Linked DNA regions of Gossypium hirsutum: region 2 is linked to region 1. A link is a contact called in public Hi-C data. All regions are on one chromosome and are shown on one strand. Each heading gives the region's core, a stretch centred on a gene start, on an enhancer-like site or on the middle of the called end of the contact. The rest is flanking DNA. Distances are from core to core; before and after follow the strand shown. Region 1 holds the start of LOC107888895 (3-isopropylmalate dehydratase large subunit, chloroplastic). Region 2 holds the start of LOC107888909 (BI1-like protein).

The links. Hi-C and Micro-C count contacts between places; a contact is called where the count stands out from the background.
Region 2: a contact with region 1 is called in a Hi-C map of leaf, with 2.1 times the contacts expected there. The contact joins the promoter of LOC107888909 here to the promoter of LOC107888895 in region 1. A contact is called at or near these places in 3 of 34 Hi-C or Micro-C datasets (leaf and petal).

Annotation. Positions count from the first base shown.
Region 1 is chrA09:55,671,118-55,675,753 of Gossypium_hirsutum_v2.1, forward strand. LOC107888895 (3-isopropylmalate dehydratase large subunit, chloroplastic) reads right to left here and starts at 2,048. Exons shown (of 15, transcript XM_016813159.2): 1 at 1,783-2,048; 2 at 692-1,527; 3 at 466-600; 4 at 200-370. The coding sequence starts at 745.
Region 2 is chrA09:55,874,796-55,879,431 of Gossypium_hirsutum_v2.1, forward strand. It overlaps LOC107888909 (BI1-like protein), which reads left to right and starts at 2,636. Exons shown (of 4, transcript XM_016813177.2): 1 at 2,636-2,986. The coding sequence starts at 2,719. LOC107888908 (pentatricopeptide repeat-containing protein At5g18950-like) reads left to right here. Exons shown (of 1, transcript XM_016813176.2): 1 at 1-1,787. The coding sequence ends at 1,787.

The DNA.
Region 1 (4,636 bases), core at 798-3,297:
AACTTTATATTCTCGAACTCATGTTTGGACATATATCAAAAACTAATAACCAACGGGGCACATTATATCCTACTCAAATAGGAGAAGCTTATTGCAATGGATGTAGGCAGCAATGGTGACTTCATTAAATAAAATTAGATACGAACTAATTCAAGTATACATATATAAAATCAGCAAAAAAAGTAAAAATAAGAAGTACCTTAGCATTTTCACCAAATTCTTTCTGAAAGATACCAATGGAACCAGGACCACTTATATCATTAGTCATGAAAACATCAACATTCACCCAAACGTTGTCGCCTGCTTTCACCTCTGCTTTCTCCGCCCCTTTTGCAAGTAGCTTCTCTGTCATCGTCATTGGACTCTTCATCTGAAATCCAAATGGAATATATGAAAAACGTTTACAAAATTCCCAAATTCAATCGAAATATATGTAGATCAATGGTTAAAAAAAAAAACAGTAACTGAGCCAGTGGTGGCTGGTTTTCTCTCTGATTGTCGCGTGGCCATTGCCATCGAAATGTTGTTGGAAATGGGTTTCTTGCATTTGTAAATCGAGAGTTGTGAAGTTGAAGGGACGACTGAGAGGCATTTATCTTTCTGTTCAATAATTAACAATAAGAAAATCAAACTGTTTTTAAGTATCTTTGTCCGTCACAATAAAAGGAACAGAGAGCTGAAAAATACTGACCTTGTTAATGATCAAAGAAGAAGTGGGGTGTGCAAAACCAACTGAAGAGGCCATGATGAGTTGCTTCAAAAGAATGGTAAAGAAGATGGCTTTTTATTATCTTCTTTCAGACATTTCGTCAAACACGGCTTTGACAGAGTTAAAATCACTTGAATCACCATTGATGCTGACAAGTTTTTCTTTTTCATCGTACACATGTTTTAACGTACAGTGAACACAAATATCGATTTTGAAAAACTTGAGCAACACGACAACAAAACTCAACCGTGAGAGATATTCTCAGCCGCCACCGTTGCAATGATTGGGTAAAAACACTTTTTTTAATCCCACTCCATTTTTATATTAATTAAATTAGTCCCTCTCAAATTTTTTATTAATATAATAAGAAATTTAATCCTAAAACATTACCTATTTCATCAGTAATGATTAATGGTTGTTAATTACCCACTTGTTTACTTGAAACAAAACCAAGAAAATTTTAAAAATTTTGCCACAATTCAATATGGTATCTGTAAGACCTAATTTTGACCCAGGCTACACATACAAAAAACTAAAATTAAAACAAATCATCAAATAAGTCCATTTACAAATAAACCCAAAATAAAACCGGCCCAATTTCAGTAAACAAGCCCAATAAATTAGACCCCTAACCCAAAATCAAAGCAGGCCCGGTAGCCAATCTTCTTAACAGTTTCCAGGAAACCCTAGGGGAAGGGTCCTTTGCGCCACTGCTGCCATCGTGACAGCTTCCACGCACGCAAACCAGCACCTCCACGCACGACCCCCGTGTGCTTCGCTACACGTTCACACCCACGCCCGACGTTGCCCTTCTCCACCTACAATTTGAACAAAAAAACAGCAAGAAACCATTTTTATTTGGCTATAAAGCCTTCAAATTTTGTTGGTAACGGGTTTTTTTTTCTTGGTTTTTTGAGGGAAATTATACACGAAATACATACAAAATCAATAGAAAGCAATCAAAATATACTTCAAAGGTGATTTAAGGTCTCGTTTTTCTTTCGATTTTATTTCTATTTTTCTTTGATTTTTTTATGTACTATGTGTAAACAATATAAGAGAGGGAGACTCACCGTCGTACTTACGCTATGGGGAGGGCTTCGTTTGTCGTCAGATTTTGGGCTGTTAAGGCAGGGAGGAAGGTGAAGGAGTTGAGAGATACTCCAAGGCATTAAGGGTTTTCTTTTAAAAAAAGAACAAAAGTTTTCTTTAAAAGCAAAAAAAAGGGGTTTTTAAGCAAGTTTAGTTTCAAGTGAAAAATGAAACAGGGGGAAAGGGGAAGACTTGACCTTGTGTTTTGGCTATAAATGGAGGATTTCGCAATTAGTCCCCCACTTTCGCACCAGCTTTCGATTGGCCCTATTTGCATTTTATTTGTCTTTTTTAAATTTTCCTTGAAATTTCTGTATTGTTGCAATTTAGCTTGCACCTAGGCGCAGCGTTTTTGAGGGCTTGGGGATAATTTCCAGCTAGTCCCTCTCTTTCTCACGCGCATTCAACTTGGATCCTCTTGTTAATGTGATGTTTAGTTTTTAGATCTCAGATTTTATTTTAATCTCAAATTTGTCCCCGTTTTGATTTCTTTGTTTATTACTTTTCTGTTTTATTATTATTTATTTTAAATCTTTCTATATACTATTCATTTCAACTATTTTTCTGTTTAATTTCCTTTATGTATGTATTATTTATATTAAGCTATTTCTATTTTATGTATATTATTTATTCATATATATATTGTTTGGTATATCATCTATATTGTTTTGTTATTTTTTTTACACTTATATATATGTAAATATTTCTTATATCATCATTTTTGAAGTGTTGTACATTATGTTTTTTGTATATATTATTGATTTTATATTATTTTGTGTATATATATTTCTTCTAAGGACCCTATTTTAAATGGTATATTTTATTTATTTTAAATACTTTCATATACAAATACCTTTGTTTTTTTTATATATATAAAATGTTCATTTCATGTATATTATTTATTTAAATTGACAAATACTATGTTATATATTACTTACTTTTTTTATATACATTATTTATTTTGAAATTTCATTTATATATTATTATTTCATATATTATTTTTTTTTATTTTGATTTATTTCAAATTTTCATGTATGTTACCTTAAGATTTTTATATATATTTGTTTGTTGGCATATTGATGATTGCAAATTGCACTTCTTCTAAATCATCTATTGTATTTGTTTTAAAACTTGCCATATGTTGTCCGTGTTAATTTGTTTAGAATTTCTTTAAATTTATTTTTAATTCATTAGCCTTCAAATGTATATTAGCTTTTTTATAATATATGGTATGTCGCCATTGCATGTGCCCTAATTCGTTCCTTTGTGTTTTTTCATTATTTATTCATGTCATATTATTGTTTTTACCCTTAAACAAACCAAAACAAGTGTATTTCGATTCGGTTTTTATAATTGTTTAGTGGAAAAATTTCCAAAACAAAGGCGATGTTAGATGTTTTGGAAATTCGGAAAATCGTGCCCTAACGTGATGGGTTTCAATTTTCTGTTTGTTCAAATAATCGAAGATCCCTTTAAAATTTCGTTTGTGTTTTCTAAACTTCAAAACAAGGCAAAGTTCTATGTTTGGAAATTCGAGAAATCGTGCACTAACGTGTTGGGTTTCGATTTTTCGTTTGGCCAAATGATGGAATACCCTTTTAAGATTTCATTGCGTGAGGTGATCTCAGTTTTGGAGGTTTAAAATATCGTATCCTAACGTGCTGGATGTGGTATTTTATTTCTTTGTAACGAGTGAATCTTAAAATCCAATTCAAATTGTTCATACATTTTTAAAGGAATCGTATTTTAATTTTTCCCCCTTTCAAATTTTCAACGGTAGGACATTTAATAATCAATCGGTACCAATTTTGGACGTCACGAGGGTGCTAACCCTTCCTCGTGCGTAATCGACTCCCGAACCTTTTTTTTTAATTTTCGTAGACCTAAAATTATTATTTTAATAAATCAAATGTTTTATTAAAATGATCAATCTCAAGGTGATCCGATTACACCTTAAAAAAGGTCGGTGGCGACTCCATACCTCGTTTTAAAATCGATCCCCGTTTTTTTAAACTTTTAAAAATGGTTTCGACAGTATCTATATTTTAAAAAGTCTAATTCATACTTGAACTATTAATATATGTATTATTTGGTATCAATATTTTTATAAAATGTCCAATGTAGTACTTGTACTTAAAAATGTACAACGTGGCACCAAAACTATCAATTTGTGTATTATTTGGTACTTATAATTTCATAAAATGTTCACTATGATACTTATACTTTAAAAATATTTAATATAGTACCTAAACTATCAATCTATATATTATTATGGTAGCTAAAGTTAAAACTTTTATTAAATGCTAAACCAACCAATAAAAATTCGAAATGTAAATTTTTTTTCAAATCACTAATTTTACATGAATAATATAACATTATATAAAAAAGATAAATAAAATAAAAATTTATATTAAATTATAAAAAATCAAATAATTAAATTTAAAACAACATATGTCTAACTTTAAAAACACAAACTTTTATCTCAAAATTTCTTCAACTTTTTAAACATATTTATATAAACCGAAGTTTCCCAAATTTTATGATTTTTATTTGCCTTGTCGAACTTAGAGGTTAAATAAATTGATTTTGACAATCATTTCAGTTTTTTGTTTTATTTATCATTTCATATAATATTATATTATTTATGTGAAATTGATGATTTGAAAAAAAAACATGTGGAATTTTTATTGGTTAGTTTAAAATAAGTGTTAATTCTCGTATAATAATAATACACAAATTGATAATTTAAATACCACATTAAATATTTTCAAAGTATAAGTACCACATTGGATATTTTATAAAAATACAAGTAACATATAATACACAAATTGATAG
Region 2 (4,636 bases), core at 1,386-3,885, 200 kb after region 1:
GAACTGGTCCAAACCCTAATACCCAAATCAGAAATCTCACTATAGAATCCAAGGAAACTAGTTTTATCGTTAAGGAATTTGTAGAGAATCAAAAACCATGTGAAGAAAAGTTGAATGATTCTGTAAAGCAATCTAATTTAGACATTGTCAAACAAGTTTGCAAGATTACTAGAACAGTTTCTAGATGGGAGGAAACACTGGTTTCACATTTCCCCTCTTTTAATTTTTCGGAACCCTGGTTTTTCCGAGAGCTTTTGAGACATCAAGATAATGTGTTTTTCTCTCTGCGTTTCTTTCATTGGCTGCGGTCTGAATACGAATTTTCGCCAGACTTTGATTCGTGTAATATGCTCTTTGATAAGCTTGTGGAGGCTAAGGCTTCCAAAGCAGCAAGAAATTTTCTCCAACAGACCGGTTTTGAGCCCAAGCCAGGTTCTTTAGAGCGTTACTTAAGATGCCTTTGTGAAAATGAATCGGTTGAAGAAGCTGTTGATGTGTTCTCAATCTTGAGTGAGATCGGTCATCGTCCATCAATAGAGACCTGGAATTTAGCATTATCGGCTTGTCTTAAGGTTGGTAGGAATGATCTTATGTGGAAATTGTATCAGGATATGGTAGAATCCGGTATTGGGGTCAATATTGATGTTGGGACCCTTGGGTGTTTGGTTCAAGCCTTTTGTATCGATGGGAAAGCTTCAAAAGGTTACAAAATTCTTCAGCAAAATTTGGCTGATGGGTTGGTGCCGGATACGGTTGCTTTTCACAAATTGATTGCGGCTTTCTGTAAGATGAAGGATTATGGTAGAGTATCTCAACTTCTTCACACAATGATTGCTACAGATCGTGCTCCCAATATCTATACATATCAGGAAGTCATCAATGGGCTTTGTAAGAACAGAAAGTGGTTGGAAGGTTTCCAGATTTTCAACGATCTCAAGGATAGAGGGTATTCTCCGGATAGGGTCATGTATACAACAATAATTCATGGGCTATGTAAGATTGGGGACATCAGGGAAGCCAGAAAGCTTTGGTTTGAGATGATTAACAAGGGAATGGTTCCAAATGAATACACTTATAATGCACTGCTTTATGGTCTTTATAAGGTCCATAACCTCAAAGAGGCTGAGAGACTATATAAGGAGATGCTCGAAAAAGGTTATGGTGAAATGACAGTAAGTTACAATACCATGATAGCAGGGTTATGTTCACATGGGAAGACGGATGAAGCTTATCGTTTATTTGAAGAAATGCCTCGAAAGGGCGTTGTTCGTGATTTGATCACGTTCAACAATCTGATCCGGGGCTTTTGCATGGAAGGAAAAGTCGTTGAGAGTCTAAATCTGCTTCATGAACTCTTAGCACAGGGTTTACAGCCATCTGCTTCATCATATACCCCTATTATAAAATGCCTATGTCAAGCCGGTCATATCGAAGAAGCTGAAAGTTTGTTAAATGACATGCAGAGTCAAGGTCTAGAACCGAAAGATTGTACTCGCAATCACTTAATTTTTGGATTATGCAAGCGAGGACATGTTGCAGAAGGAATGGAACGGTTCAAAAAGATGCTGGAGAATCAACTCAAACCGCAAAAGAAGACTTTCGAGAAACTGGTTCAATCTGTCTCGGAAAGTGATAGGTTGGATGATTCTTTACTTGTTCTAGATTTTATGTTTAGATTAGGTTATGCACTTAAAACAAGCATATGCCATTCTATTGTTACCAAGTTTTGCCAAAGGAATACTCATCTGGTTGAATCATGTTTAAGTGAGGTCCTAGAAACAAATTAAGCAAATCATTTCTACTTATTCATTTATCTCATGTTACTCAAAACTCGGAGGTGATTGTTGGATAGGATCAGCCATGTACGAATGTGCCCGATACGGGTATCGGCCATGGGTACTTTTCAGGGAAAATGAAGAGCTGTACCTTGTATTTTTCTTTAATAATAAAATGACAATTCGAGTTGGTTCAGGGTAAACACTTTTCATGAAAATTTTACAAGTCAACATTTGAGTCAACTCTTTAAATATGTCATTTAAAATTAAAATAGAATTATTAGTCATTTAAATAATTCTATTTTCTTTCTTTCTATATTTTTCATTTTGGTTTATTTTATGTCCATTTTACTATCCATTTTTAGGGTTGGTGATTGCCCCTAAACATCAAGAAATAAGTCAATTAACGCATAGAAATTTAGAACTAAGGCTAAAGCATAACAAACAAGATTCTTTTTCTTTTAACGATAATTACAAACAAAACAAGATTAAATTAAAAATAAAAAAAATTATAAATTCCTAATCAAGTTAATTGAAAAGTTCATAGTTGATATCAAACTCGAATAATAATAAATTTATTTGTTTTAGATGGAAGAAAAAAAATCCCTTTTATCTTATATTAAAAATTTATTTTTCCTTGATAGAAAATATATTTATAATTATGTTTAACTAAAAAAAATTATTAAATAAACTAATAATTCAATTTGGATAAATTCGAATTATATAAATTTAAGATGAATGAATTTTGTTAATTTCATCTAATTCGGAATTTTAATTAAATTAGAAGTCAACCTGTGGTCCCCACTGTACCAACTATCTTGATTGGCTACCTTATACTATATAATTAAATCCCCCGATAGTTTTCCCACAGTTTCTTTCTACAGCTCTCATTTTCCGGGAAAACATACAACGAGAAAGAAAAATTCGAAGAGAGAGAAAAAAAATGTTTGGATACGATCGCGTAAGCCACTCGAGTGCCAACAAGGCGGATGAGATAGATTTAGAATCAGGGGAGACTTTGTACCCGGGACTCAGCTACGGCGAGAACCAACTCCGGTGGGGTTTTATCCGCAAGGTGTACGGCATCTTGGCGGCGCAGCTGGTTCTAACCACCGTGGTCTCCGCCTTCGTGGTTCTTTCTGCTCCGGTCAACGAGCTCCTTCGTGGAAATTCTGGCCTCTTGCTCTTCCTCTGTTTAATCCCCTTCGTCTGTAAAGTCCTCACCTTTTTTTTTCTAATTTTTTTTTGTTCAAGTTTGATTCTTTCTTTATGCGCTTTAATCCTGCTGAATTTTAAATTGTGCAGCAAATATTTTTAGGTCTCTTTTGAATAGTGTATATATATATATATGTTATATTGCTGTTAATTAGGGCATTTTCATTGTTTATTATGAATTTAATCTCTGCAAGTGTTAGATTAAGGTTAGATTTGTTAATAAATCGTATCTTAGACTTGAATTTTCAACGTAATTCTTTTATGAAGTCATCTTTGTTTGGATGAACAAAATATTTGGCTACTGAAGTTGTAGAATATAATTGAAGGTTAAAATATCCATTAGTCCTTTAGGTTTCTAGTTCAATCATAATATTATTAGTTTTTTTTTTTGTCTAAATTTGCCAATTTGGCTGCCATATGACTTGTTATGATGGAAATGAATATGCTAAGTTGGCAATTTTTTTATAGAAACTATTAACCGCGTAAATTATTGGACTCGGATTTTCAAATTGAAAAAGAATTTGGCTGCCATATGACTTGTTAGGATGGAAATGAATATGCTAAGTTGACAAATTTTTTATAGAAACTATTAACCGCGTAAATTATTGGACTCGGATTTTCAAATTGAAAAAGAAAGAGGATATAATTTTTAACTTATAAAGTACAGAGACTAGATTTCAAATACTATAGAAGTACAGGGACTAACAGCATATTTTAATCATAATTGAAACATATGACGCCTAGCCTAAAAATATGAGAAACTTAGAACGAAAATTGAGTCAAGTGTGAGGGGTTTGGTGTTTAAACAATATTCTGAAGTATATGACTGAGTGAAGGATTTGACAAACATATTGTTCCCAAACAAGATCAGTATTCTATTGTTGTGTATATATATAGATTCTATCTGTTCTTGGCTTTATTCGGATTCATTTCATGTGGAATTTATGAATTTAGAACTTTTAGCTGCCTCATTTTGTTTAGAAAATAATTCAAAGGATTGAGTAAAGGATTTGACAGAAGCTTTGTTCCCTAAACAAGGATGGTGTTCTGCAATATTCTCCATATATCTTTTCTAATTGCTCTTGCCTTTATTCTGATTCTTTTCATGGGGAATTTATGGGTTTAGAATCTCATTTTGCGCCAGTTATGTCACATTAGGTTTTTAATATGACAGTATGTGCTGTCCCTTAACTAATACTGGAGATCTTTATGTTCGTTTTTTTATATTTTGTATGTCAGAATAGGATAAAGAGATTTATTGAATTAATATTTTGAAATTAAAGTAAATATGGAAAGTTAATGAATATCCTTTTGTCTTAGTTTTTCTTACTTTGTTGCATTCCTATGATAATCTTACCTTTGTGTGAACCAATTAACTGGTTGCAGTTGGTATCAATAATATATATTAATGGCATAAGACTATTATGCTCTCCTTGTTGCCTTCTGAATTGTCCCATAATGTACACTAGTTTGCCTTTCTCTTTGTTTGGTTACATTGGAAGTTCTTAGTTCGTCTAATAATTTCATAAACTAACCTTCAGATTTGGTACTGAATACCTTCTTCAACGGCCTCTTTTTCTTTCTGATAAAAGTGGTAACATTGGCCTCTAACTCTTGTAGCAAATGAAATCTTAGTTATCTTAAAC